Regions from separate parts of the Mus musculus genome. Here region 2 is linked to region 1. Evidence: chromatin contacts called from public promoter capture Hi-C data. All regions are on one chromosome and are shown on one strand. Each heading gives the region's core, a stretch centred on a gene start, on an enhancer-like site or on the middle of the called end of the contact. The rest is flanking DNA. Distances are from core to core; before and after follow the strand shown.

Region 1 (6,855 bases), core at 2,185-4,684:
CTGCAGAGGCAGAGAGGCAGAGAGAGAGGGGCAGAGAGAGAGAGAGAGAGGGGCAGAGAGAGAGGGACAGAGAGAGAGAGGGGGGCAGAGAGAGAGGGGCAGAGGCAGAGAGGCAGAGAGGCAGAGAGGGGCAGAGAGAGAGGGGCAGAGGCAGAGGAGGCAGAGGCAGGTAGACAGGTGAAGGCCAGCCTCTGCTACAAGTTCTAAGATAGCCAAGGGCTACAGAGTCCCTGTCTCAGAAATCCAAAGAACAAAGGGAGGGCAGGAGAGAGGCTGTTGGGAGCTGTCCAGAGGAGCCTCTCCCTTGCCAGGGGCCACCTCCATTTGCAGTGAGCCCACCTCATCCAAGGATGGTCGATTCCTCTTCCGAAGTACGACACAGAAGAGGGAAGCCAGCTCTACTGGAGGGAAGTGTGAGATTTGGAAGGCCAGCCTCTAACATGGACACCCGTGACACCATGCCTTAGATCAAAGTTCTTTTACTTCTGTGAGGAACGTATTTTTCTATTAACGATAATCAGCCCCATCAGGCTTTGCCTTCTTCCTTGCAATGATTAGCCCATCACTTCACATTCTTCCATCTGTGACGTTGAGCTCCCATCATTGGGAGGAGATTCAGTGACCACCTCTGTCTGAGATAAAGACAGCTGCCATTTTGATGACAATGTTTGCTAGCCCTGCTAGGGTTCTCCTGCACCCTTTTTGCAAGACTGTGCCTTACAGAGTTAGTTTAGCTTTGTTTATATGTTCCTTTGTGGGATAACAAGACTATTCACTTCAAACAATTTGGGAGTTCTCTGGAATTTCATCCAGGCAAGTATTGAGATCTCCTTGGTGGAAGGACATTTCTTTGGATCCGAAGACAGCAAGCTTTTGTCAAACACAGGGAGATCCCAAAACAGTACCATGGCAACTCTGTACACAAGACCAAGGTAGGACATACAAAGACTTCTTGGTTGGTTGGCACATCTGGAAGCTTCATAGAGGGATGAATGAGACATATTGCTGACATGAAGCAGATGTGGGATTCTGATCAATAGCTCCATAATGTCCTTGGTGACTTCTCTTTGCTAAAAAAAAAAAAAAAACAAAAAACACCCAACATGGGACATTGCCACATGTGGGAACGGGCTGGAGATGTACAGAGCACACCTGTCATTGTCATGCCAGCGCTGGGAAGGCAGGGTCTCACTGGACAGGGAAGTCAAGCCTTATGAACAAACTTCAGGCATGAGAGATCCTGTCTCAAGGGAGTTGGATGCTGTTCACATTCCTTTAATACTCTACTCAGGAGACAAAGGCAGGTAGATCTCTGTGAGTCTGTGAGTCTGGAACCAGCCTGGCCAACAAAGCAAGTTCTAGGTAGGACAGCCAGGGCTATATAGAGAGACTTTCTTAAATGGAGACTCCAAGATAGACAGACAGATAGATAGATAGATAAATAGATAGACAGACAGATAGATAGATAGATAGATAGATAGATAGACAGATAGACAGATAGATAGATAGATAGATAGACAGACAGATAGATAGATAGACAGATAGACAGATAGATAGATAGATATGGGTATTTGTTTATATTTTTAAAATATATACTCAAATATATATCTTAAAATACATAGTGAATAAAAAGTGTTCTGACTTTCTGTTTATTAATGAATTCTTTTCTGGGCTACTTTGGAGCTAGTTTTAGCACATGAACTGTGATGCCATCATAAATGCTGAACTCAAGAAAATCTCTTCCAAGAGTCAGTCAACAGGCGTGCATCCTTCTTCCGGCCCTCAGTGCTGGGTTACATCCACGCACTGTCACACCTGGCTTATGCCCTGCTGGGGATCCCACTCAGGGCTGCGTGTGGCCCAGGCAGGCAGTCTTCTCACTGAGCTACATCCCCAGCTCTGCTCTCACGGGACTTTAAAAGTTATTTGTAACGTTTATTGTGACAAATGCAATGTTATTTGTCAGTTAATGCACACAGAAGATCCCTGAAGGAAATTACTTCCAATTTGCAAGAGACTGTTGCCCTGCTTCTGAGGTCAGAGTCTTGTAAGGGTCTGTGATTCACAAAAGTAAACACAAAGAGCATTTTATTCTGCAGAGGTCCAGCATGCTGGGGTGTCCCATTACCAAGATAGAAAGAGAGACACAAGTGAGCTCACAGGTCTGATTTAAAGCACACTATGGAATTCCAGGGTAGGCTAGGCTACAGCTATAAGTCGGGTCCATCTCTACAGACATTCTATTCTTGGGTGTCGGGGGCTGGAAACTTGCTGGGGGCTGGGGAGGGGGGATGTCTGGAAACTGCTGCTGAGGACATAGCTGAGGAAGTCTGGATTTCTGTGACTGTGGATTTGAACTCAGGTCCTCAGTTTATGTGGTGAATGTCTTGCACACTGAGCCACCTCCTCAGCCCTGAGAGAAGGGCGGTAAGCCATCGTTGAGTAGAAATTTCCTCCCCGAAGGATTGCATCCTGGACGGATGTGCATTAAAAACTCAGAAAGTAAATTAAGTAGGAAGTACAGAGCTCAGAAGTGAATATTATATAATTCACAATGGCCTTCTGCAAGGTTATCTAAGCAGTGATAGCTGCCGAGAAGAATCTCCAACCCCAGAACTCAGGTCTGTGATTCATGAGTTGTTGGCCACACTATGTGCTCCATGGAACACACTCAGACCACCAGGCTTGCACAGTGTGTTCTTTAACCACTGGTCCAGATCACCAGCGTGCTGGATTTTTGTTGGTTTTATTTATTTGCTTATTTATTTATAAACAAGATCTCGTTCTGCAGGCCAGGTTGGCCTGAAATTCACTGTGGTACAAGCTGGCCTTCAACTGACAGGCAGTCCTCCTGCCTCAGCCTCCTGGAGGCTCGGATTACCCACTGTCAGGCATGATTTTTAAATTGTTTCTTAAGTTCTGTCTGAACTCTTACTTGATTACTTATTTTTAGGTGTGTAGACATAGGTTCATGTGTATACATGTAGGTGTGCTGAGCCTGGCATTCGTGTGGAGGTCAGAAGACAACCTAGGGTGTTGCCTTTGCCTTCTCATCTTGCCTTGCCCTTTGCCCTGCAACAGAAGGTGGTCATCCCTGTATTTGTCCCTCCACCCCCTGGAACAAGAGTAAAAGAAGCAATGAAGAGAAGCGAAGGAGCAGAGCTGAGGCGTCTGAGCTCGGCTGGGCATACGACAGAGGATCCATAACAGACCTCTCCTGGGAGCTGCAACATTTCCCTCTGCTGAGGAGGCTGTGTGTGCCTGGGTTGCCATGTCTCAGGATGCTCCTTCCACTGAGACACCGTGCTCCCTGCTGCCATGTTGGTGACAGCAAGAGCTTTATGTTTGTGCTGTCACGCACGCTACTCACATCCCTCCCCTTTGTGACTCACTCACCTGATTCTCCCAGTCTCTAAGCCTAGAATCCAGAGCGCAGGCAGGGGACCTCCTGGAAAGGGTGAGAAAACTGACTTCCACCTGCTGCAGTTTTGGGTCTGTGCGTCACCATAACCCTCAAGCTAAAACACCGGACCCGGCCAGCTGGGGAAAAAGCATCTAGCATGGCTCTGATCCTCATACTCAGAGCACATGATGCTGAGGTGAACACAACCAATCCCCTTTTGCCCTTGGTGCTGGGCCTGTGGGATCTAGTTTTGCTCTCCGGAGTCTGTGCTTTGCCAGGGCCACGGTCTTGGAGTGACAGGCAAGCGACAGGATTACTCGAAATTACTCTCTGCATTACTCGAAAGCTCCTGGACTACAGTTGCTCCGGAGCATAGGCTGGCAGAGGTCTCCCCTGTCCTCCTGCTGCTCTGAAGTGTACTACCCTTCTCTCAAGAAAAGCGTCTGGAGCCAGGCAAGGGTGGGGCACACCCTCATTCCCAGTACTAGAGGCTGAGGCAGGTAATGCTCTGTGAGTTTAGGGCTATCCTGATCTACAGAATGAGTTGCAGGATGGCCAGGGCTACACAGTGAAACCATCTGGTTGAAATTCCCCTTTCTGGCTTTTTTTTTTTTTTTTTTTTTCAGGAAAAAAAAAGTTGCTTTTTTGGGTCATAGTTTTTTATCACAGTAACATAAAGAAACTAGTGCACATCCTGACCCATGTCTGCTTTGTCACCTCCCTCAGGAGACAGATAAGTTTCCCTCAATGTCCTGCTCTGATCAAGAGCAATGGAGGGGGGAGGAGGGAGACATTGCATGGTGACAATAGGTCATTTTATTCTATGCTTTCCCCCAAGAATAGAAGCCCAACAGGCTGTTCCATGATATACATACTCAGCCCAGTCTTTAGGCATGGCTCAATGGAGTCACTGTACAGAAACATACAGCTTAAACTACTTAATAAAAAAAAATAACTGCAGGCATCTTGATTATAGAGACAATAGGAAGTATGGGCCAACGTAGACAGAACAATCAGATAGGGTGCATGGTATAGAAAACACAGAATTACCTTTACCTACTACTCCAGGACTTGGGCATGGAGTCTCAGGAGTAGGAACGCTAGTCTAAAGGAGACTGGAAAAAGTGGGTCCTTTGTAAGACAAAGATTTAAGTATCAAACATAAGTGCAACAGCGGAGTCAATCGAAGCTTTACTGTTTGGGACTGAGAGGGAACACTGAGGCAGAATGTCCTTTTGGATAAGAGACATGTGGGATTATTAATGCTGTGGGTAAAGAGACAACGGCATAACAAAGTCTTTGAAGACAGTTCAGGCTCACATGGCCAAGCAGAAAGGGCTGTCTCACAGGTTTTCAAAGATCGGGGGAGGTCCCATGCCAGGAGGTAGACAAGTTGTCCAGACTACAAGCTTGTAATCAGGTTGTCTCTCTGACTCTAAGGCAGCACTGGGACTGGGATGTGGTGTGGTGGGGGGAGGGACAGTTCTTGAACTCCTGAGAGGAATGTGAAGAACACCAACTGGGAAGACTCATTTAATTAACTTAACGGACGGACCGGACGTTATGTGGGATGTGTTCTGATAACCTCTAACAGTATGGAGTTATCAGCCTGGGGCCTGTATGCAGAATCAACTGTGAGGGTGCAGAGAGATGCAGCTGCAGATGGGTGTGACCTGCCTGCCTGGTCTGAATTCTAACCCTTGTGAGGAATGAAGAGAACAGGGTGTGGGGGGGGGTGGGGGCAGTTAGTAAGAATGGGGAGAGGCCACAGAGGTGAGAACAGGCATTTCTTTAAGGGATCCATCCTTCCTGATGGCTCAGTAGGGCTAGAGAAGAGGAAAGCATGAGGGAAGGTTGTCACTGAAGTTGGCTGCTATGGAAAGGTGGTGGTTGTGTGAAGGAAATAAACTGAACGGGAACGAGTAAGGTGTTGCAGTAAATCCCCACCCCAATAACCCCATGAAAAGAACACACGATTCAGTTGTAATATTTATAAGCTTCACGCCTAGATTGGGCAGATCTACCACTGCAGTACCGTATTCCCCAGCTACGAGATCCCTTGTTACATGACGCTTCTCCAGGCCACGTGATTCTGCACCATCTTCCTTCCACTCCTCTTCCTCTGCCTTCCTCTGTCTCCTCCATCTCCTCATCTCCCTCTCTAAAACCTCCACCCCCACCTTTCCTTTCCACTGCCCAATCACAAGCTCTAGCCTTTATTTGACCAGTTAAAATGGGGAGAAGGTTCACATGAAGTCACCAGATAGATAGATAGATAGATAGATAGATAGATAGATAGATAGATGTACGTATGTATATAGTCACAGAGAACCCCGAACTCAGAGGAAAAAGATAAATGATCTATAAACACTGATTCTTTCTTTCTTCAGATGGCCAACAACCCACCTTCTGCATCCCCTCCTCTCAAGTATTTTCCAGGATACTGGGGCTTCTTTGGTCTTCAGATCTTTTTTTTTTTTTTTTTTTTTTAAAGATTTATTTATTTATTATATGTAAGTACACTGTAGTTGTCTTCAGATACACCAGAAGAGGGCACCAGATCTCATTACGGGTGGTTGTGAGCCACCATGTGGTTGCTGGGATTTGAACTTCAGACCTTCGGAAGAGCAGTCGGGTGCCCTTACCCACTGAGCCATCTCACCAGCCCCTGGTCTTCAGATCTTGAAGGGAATATGCTTAGTATTTTTCTATACCAGCTTGGCATGGCTACAAGCTGAAAAGAGAGACCTGTTCCCAAAGGAAGTATTCTAAGACTACCCAGGGTAGATCTGTTCTGTCAGAGGCCCAAAGCAGCTAAGGACAGGCCTTTTCCCTTATGGGATGACCCTAAACTTTCTCAGAGTAAAAAGTTGACACAGCTCTACCAACTGTAGTGGTCAACAAAAGTAAGCCCCAGCTATGGAGAACCAGACTTCTATAGATAAAGGGGCAGAGGCCCTTCTGCCACCCTCCCCTGTAAAACCCCATTCACTTTATCCAATTGTTTCCTAGTTGCTTATTCCTTTACTTGTCCCCAGATCAACTGCACTCCCTCTGCAGGAGATGGAGTGGAGAATCTTGCTCCATCTAAACACTGGTTCCTTTTTCCCTAACAAGATCTAATGCAGCTAAGGGAAGAACTAAGATGTTTTCACAGGACTCTGAGTGGGATTGAGGCATTTCATCGCTTAACCAAGGTATTGATTTAACCCAGAAAGATATAATGCTGATTCTTTTTTTTTTTTAAATCAGACTTTTCCTGGGTCAAAGAGGCAGGCAGACTTATAGGAGACTGGCATCTTTGGGGATGAACATATTATATTATGTAGCTTGTCACATGAGCTGAATGGATTCCAACGGGGAAGCTTTCCCACTGGGTCTGAGGCCAGCAAGCATAGGGAATATCTTAGCAACCTGAGGCTATCCTTGGCTTGAGCTCTGCACATACCAAC
Region 2 (6,855 bases), core at 2,404-4,903, 690 kb after region 1:
AACATACAGAAATGACCTTGGTAAAGAATTACTAAAACTTTATTAGCCGTTGCTTTCCTTAAAACAACAAACTTTCCTCTCCGTGCTACAGAGTCTACGCTTCTTACGAACGTTGCTGTCCTGGCCTCTGATGTGACTTGTCTCTGAAGTAACTTTCCCCATCAGGGAAGAGACTACTCTGTCTCACCAGGTCAGTCAGCAACTTCTTCTGTGACAAGTTTTTGAGCGAGGTGGTTAGGCATGACCTCTCGTGCTGTTATTTAACTTTACAAAAAGCTAGATCTTCTGCCAGTGGGGATTCCAATAACACCGACATCACTCCAAGTCGGCAGTCCATCACTCCAATGGACCAGCCAGGAGAAGCTCCTGGGACTCAAATTCACTTTTGGAACAAGTATTATTGTGGTTTGAACTTAAATTCTTTCCTCTCTGGCACTGAAAACAAAATAAAACAACAACAAAAACCAAAAACATAAACAACCCCCCCAATTGTATTAGCAGCCTTCAGAAAAAGATATATTACCTCATAATTCTGTTTAATATTTAAAAATTTGAAAGCATATAATACCTATGGGAAAGCTGCACTCATGTCCTTTTCTGTACCCCTAAAAGGGCAGGTTCTCTTTCCCTCTTTCCTTTCTTCTTTCCTTTCTGCGGCAAAGTCTAACGTCGTATACCAGGCTGACCTTTAACTTGAAGCAGCCTTCCCTTCCTACTTCTCCTTCCCAGGTGTGGGCATTGCCGATGTGTGCCACCGCACCCAGCCAGAGTACGCTTTCCAGATGATGTTTCTTCTCTCTGATGCCAGAGTGGGAAATTATTACCACTCAGGCTTTCTCAGCTGCCCCCCGAACATCCTTTCCAGCGGAAAGATCCAGTTCAGGGCACGTGGTTTACCTTCACTACCGTGCTCAGGGGCTGTTCCTCATACCTTGGATTTTGATAACCTCGACTAGAAGACAGCTAGCTGATTTGCAGAACATCTGTCACTTGGGGTTACTCAGATGTTTCTGTGGAAGCAATCAGGGCAAAGGTCGGTGACAGGAGAGTAACAGGAGGGAGCTGTGTCCCTTTCTGTTCACGACATCCTGTTACATTCTGTTCCTCGGAGTGACTGCAGCTGTGCAGACACCAGTGATCTCCACTGCTGCGGGAAGGACACGGCTGGCTTTGTGACTACTTAGTGTTTACACCACTTGCTTTATCTGCAGCCACAACGTAGCATGACATGCGGGATGCTGCCGGTCATTGGTGTGTGTTCCTGGGAAAGTCCTTGGACGCTGTGTAAAATACCCAAGCCTCCCCCACTCTCAGTTTACTCAATTATTCACTTGCATTGGTACAGAAAACCATCTTCTGACTTCCCTCCTATTCTTTGAGCATTTGCCTTTCGGCAGAAAGGGGTCTGCTTAGGTTCCTCTTGTGCTTTTCTTTGCCCCAATCCGGGAAACACCATCTCCCTAAGCATCTCTGGTTTCTTTTGTTTGAGAATAACCACTAGAAGCCAGAAGCCATGTTGCCTCTGAGTGTCATCCATCCATGCACTCTCAGTGGGGCAAGCTAGGGAATGTACGCACACATACACACGCACCCCTCTCTAACTACTCACCGAGAACCACGGATCTATGCGAACCCAGAGCTGCAGGTCTTGGGTCCCATTCTTCACCTTCAACTCTATTCCGGGGCAATTTCAAGCAAGTGACCAGTTCTAAACTGTTGTGGATTTGCTCACTTAATTCTGCTTCTGGGCATAACTAGTCTCTCAGCTCTACCAGTGCCCTCTCACGTGGACCCATTCCTCACCCTGCCCGTGTCTCCTCAACACATGGAACCCCACTCCAGTTCTCTAGGCTCTGAGGCCCAGGCGAGCCACATCTGCTCTATATATGAATGGATTCTCTAACTAGAGTAGGTTCTGACATGGGTGGTGGGCATATTGTCTCTCCACCAAACCACCATCCTGGGTCACTGTGGGGCACTGCTGGAATCTACTTCAGGAATGCTTACCAGCTCAGTCTACCACCTGGTTAGAGCCCTGAACTTTTCTGAAAGGCAAGGAGAGACCAGGGGTAAGAGCATGGAGAGTCCTACTAGGAGTTATAATGGGTTCTTGCATCATCTAGGTATCTCCTGTCCATGATTGACACTAGTCCACTCCGTACTGGTACAAATGCCAATCACTTGCTTCACTGAACAAGCAGGGTTGGGAAAAAAAAGTTGCTTGGCTATAAGGAGCTGTTTGCTAATCACCACTGGGAACAAATACAGTTTGTTCCCTAGAACTCTACAGGTACGATATATTGATCAAACTATCACATTTTATAACATCCTCTTTTCATCCTCCCCCCCCCCCCCACCAGTTTTTGATGTTCCTGTTTTTGGATACAACCAAACAGATAGAAGAAGAAGAAGAAGGAGAAGAAGAAGAAGAAGAAGAAGAAGAAGAAGAAGAGGAAGAAGCTGGTCACATAATTGATTGATTTGCAAATGTATTGGAGACTTAATGTATTTGTCCATGATATGTGCAGATGCCACATTGTCTACCTCAACCACTGATCAAGAGACTTTGTTTTACCCTGAGGGCCATACCCCACTTTCTATTTCCAAACATGGACATCTTGGTTTATTTTCAACAGCTGTGTATAACTCATGCTTCACACACACACACACACACACACACACACACACACACACACACACACACACACACACACTATAGGCAGGCAGACATATTTGTATATCTTACGTTGAACTACAATAGCAAAACAGAATATAGACTCTTCCAGATTTCATAAAGTCCTGGTAGCTTTCGATTAGGGGTATGTATCTCTCTGTCATCTTTGTCCAGTGCTGGGGGTAGGGAGTGGAGGACCCCTCTCAGAACAAGCGCATGGGGAAACCTCATTCTGACTAGCCCAGCAGCTAACAGATCCCCCTCTCCCTCAACTTATAGCCTCATATACAAGATACATCTGTAAAGAGCTAGCAAGCATTTCATGTATGTACATCCCAGAGCCTCCAAACCCGGCTCGGCTTAGACTGTATTTGTTCCTCGCAGAGCTGTACCTTCATGGCCACCTCGTGTGCTAACTGCAATGGTCTGCTATTTTCCACAAATGGTGGGACTGGTCAGAGGTCCCGTTAGAATGTTGCTTTCAGCACTTAGCCATTTGTCGTCCTGAGTTAGTCATAACCTCTTTGATAAAATAAAAACATTTTATCCTATAGAATTGGGGTTAAACGTAGAGGCACAAAAGAACATTGTGCAGATAAACTTATCTTCAGTGTTTAAGGATAAGCCTGGCAATTAACAGAGATGAAGTAAATGTTATCGCTGTCTCCTTACCCCCTGGGGACAGCCTCAGCAAGGGAGTTATCTGCTGCTGGCTTTCAGAGCAGAAGGTACAGCAACTGGGAGTATTTCCAATCTTAACATTGCAGATGAAAAAAGAGAGCGTATCCAGGAGTTACCGGGCCAGGTCCGGCTTGTCGTGTCCTGGTGTAGGCGACTGGACTGCGGGTTCTGTAGGGGCGCGTACAACCGCTCCGCCCGCCCGCCCGGTGCCTGAGTTTCGCTTTCCTTTGGATCTAGGGGAAAACGAAAGCTTGGCGGTGAGGGGGGCGTGGCCAGGCGTGCAGAAGGCTTGGCCGGCAGTGCCAGGGCGGCTGTGCCTAGGGGACAGCAGACACTCCTGAGCTGAGAGGCTGGGAGGCAGCAAGACTGCTCTGCTCCGCGGTGCCGCGTCCTCTTCTGTAGCCCTTTGCAGATGCTGCTCGGTCTTCGCTCTTTGGCTTGACTCCGTGCTTGAGGCAAGTTTGGGGCTAACTTTGAAAGTGTCCTTTATCCGCCAGAACTTTGCTTATACATCTCCAGATGATTAGGAATTTCCTTGGGTTCTGCAAATAGTGGCGGTCTGTATTCTTGGCATGTATATACTGGGCCAATGGATTTGCTTCCCAAGCATTTATATTATTCAGACTGTAGTCGTGATTTATGTTTAATTTAAAAAAGTAATTACCAAAGTGGCTTGTTAAAAATTCAAACAATGCAGACAGATGTGTAGAGTTGTTTCTCTTAATTTGCAACTCAGTATCATTTTTATGTATACTTTATCAGAAACATTTCTAATGGATATCTTTAACATTGCTCTGTGTCTTGCTTCTTGTTCTGTGCCTTTCTAGACCAGTATTTTAACTGATGCGTTGTATGAGAAGTGCGGATTTAGTTAAATAATTCATGGACATTTAGGTTCGGTCCTGTTTTTCCTGGGATAGACGTTTTATCAACAAATATCATTTTTATGCTCTTGTGCAAATACTCAGTCACACGTTAGGAGAAACTCCTAAAATAGAAACCAGCGGACTGAGAAACCGGAGAGATTTTTGTCCAGTATCATAAGTCAGGGTGCTTTAGACCTGTTCCCTGGCCTGTTTTTCCATCTTCTGTAAAGAAAGCTAAATATACCTTTAAGAAAAAACAACAACAAAAACCAAACAAACAAAAAAACACAACCTCCCCCAACTCCCCTGGAAGTCCAAGTTTGTGGTGTTTCAAAATTACAACTTAACTTCATACTTAATATCTTTAGAATTAACTCAAAAAGTGAGGCAAATATTTCAGAACATTTTTAGAATGTTTCCTGTGAAGTGTCCTTTGTGTGTTTGAATACCGTCACCTCCTTTGTTCATAAGAACTAACTGGGCAGAAAGTGGCGTAGCAGATGAGGTGTATGCTCCCTTCTGACTCACTACGCACTAGCAGAAGACTTTAAAAAGAGAGAGAGCTTTTTGCTTGCTCTCTCTCTCTCTTTTTCTTCTTCTTTTTTCACTCTGGAAAACCGTGCTTCATGGTCTTGGCACTTTTACGCAACATGATGTTTATAAGGAAGAAAATCACGTTGTCTCCCAATTGAGTGTATCATGTGACTGGGCTGTGGCCAGAGCCCCAATGGGCACATGAAAGGTGTATCAGCATCTCCAGGCTGAGGGCATGTCTAAGGACAGGCTAATGCATATCATCCCACACCGGCCAGAGGAGCCCCAAGTAGTGTGTTAGTCTGGGTTTCCTCTGGAGAGATCTGATTTTGTCTGTTACAGCACCATAGCTCAGAAGAGGCGAGCAGATTGTTAAGAATGAAGGCAACGCCCAGAGCAGTAGTTCATACCTTTAGAAATCCCAGGGATTTTAGCCCTAGGAAGGCTGAACGAGGCAGGGGGAGTAGAGTTTGGATCTGGTGTTTCAGCTCACACTTGTAATCACAGCATTGGAGGGGGCCGAGGCAGGAGTTTTGCTGAGACTCTGAGGCTAGCCTAAGCTACATAGTGAGATCCTATTTAAAAACACCTGTGCGCAAAAGTTTGAGGCCAGGGGATTTCAATACCAGGGCTTGTCTCAGAAGGTTTGAAGACCAGGCTACTTAGATATTGCTGGCATTGTGAATTTTATCGGGCATTTCTATCTGGGAACTGCTCTCCCCAGACCCCCAATGTGTAACAGCTAGGGAGGGACTCACCACCCAGAATTCCCGTATTGTGTCACTGGCTCGCTAGCTCTTGCTCTCAAGACCCTTGCTGATTCTGTAGCCTGTGGTGGTTATTTCCACCATCTCTCCTCATTGCAAGCTTCAGCAAGGATGGAGGTAGTCTTCTGCTTTGGAGTCAGCATGCCTCGAATCAGTGCATGAGTTTGGGAATGCAGCGTTCTCGGAGCTGGCAGCTGTATGCCTGGTTCAGCCTCATCCTGTCTGCCCACTTGCCCGACCATCGTACATCTCCACTTCCTTCCTCATGGTGCTCTGCCTACCTGCCTGTCCTCCATGCGCTGGCTCTGCTACCCAAGCCTGAGCTGTGTGTGTGCTCTGCCCAGTGAGAGAGCTGCTTCCCTCAGGCCAACGCTAGACTATGTCTGTTCCATCTGTCTGTCCATCCGTCCATTAGTTCATTAGCTATTAACTCTGAGTTCCAGATAATGAACTGATTAGCAGTAAACAAAACCTCACGTATTTGTTCTGCTACCAAAGCAAACTGCCTCCGAGCAACAACCCACCTTCCTCCAGCCTCATACCCTTGCCTCCCCACAAAGTAGTTATCTAAATTTGATTTTTACTTTCTATTTAGAATTTTATTTTTACCATACACAAGTATTGACAATTTTCCATTGACATTAAGTTTGAATATATAGTAAGAAATCAAATAATGTTTTCCAAATTTTTCTCGTGGTGGTGGTGGTAGTGATGTGTGTGAGTGTGCGTATGAATATTTGTGTGTGTTTGTGTCTCTGTGGATGTATGCGTGAAGGCCTGAGGTCACCTTCAGTGTAGTTCCTCAGTAGCTTTCTATATTGTTTTTTGAGACAGGCTCTCCTATCCTGGAGACTATATGCAGGTGTGCACAACTGGTTTTTTTATGTGAGTTCTAGGGGGTCAGACTCAGGTTACAGACTGAGTCATCTCCCCAGTCCTGTGATTGGCTGTTCTGAGCAGATATTTTGTTTTTAAAAGATTTATTTACTTTTGATTTATGTGCCCCAGGGTTTGCCTGCATATGTGTGTGCATCACACAGAACAGGACCCTCAGAGACCCTAGAGCTGGAATTCTGAGTTGCCATGTGGGTCCTGGGTTCTCTGTAAGAGCAGCAAGTACTCTTGAGGCTAGGTCATCTCTCTAGCTCCCTTGAGTAAATATTTGGCTTCTGAGATTCAGCCTGTTGTGACATGTGCTGTAGCCTATCCACAGCCATTGATGAATGCACGTTATCTGTGGGCTGTATAATACAAGCCATGCTGATATGATCGTGTTTCACATGTCTCCAAGGACACATTGGAGAATTTCCTTACAGGGGTTTAGATGTAGTTC

What was found. Promoter capture Hi-C pulls out the DNA fragments that hold promoters and counts their contacts.
Region 2: a contact with region 1 is called in a promoter capture Hi-C map of pre-B cells, with 2.6 times the contacts expected there. The contact joins the promoter of Usp18 here to the promoter of 1700072O05Rik in region 1. A contact is called at or near these places in 5 of 39 promoter capture datasets (embryonic stem cells, liver, pre-B cells and 1 more).

Annotation. Positions count from the first base shown.
Region 1 is chr6:120,551,362-120,558,216 of GRCm38.p6, forward strand. It overlaps 1700072O05Rik (RIKEN cDNA 1700072O05 gene), which reads left to right and starts at 3,435. Exons shown (of 4, transcript NR_045733.1): 1 at 3,435-3,599.
Region 2 is chr6:121,242,253-121,249,107 of GRCm38.p6, forward strand. Usp18 (ubiquitin specific peptidase 18) reads left to right here and starts at 3,654. Exons shown (of 11, transcript NM_011909.2): 1 at 3,654-3,810.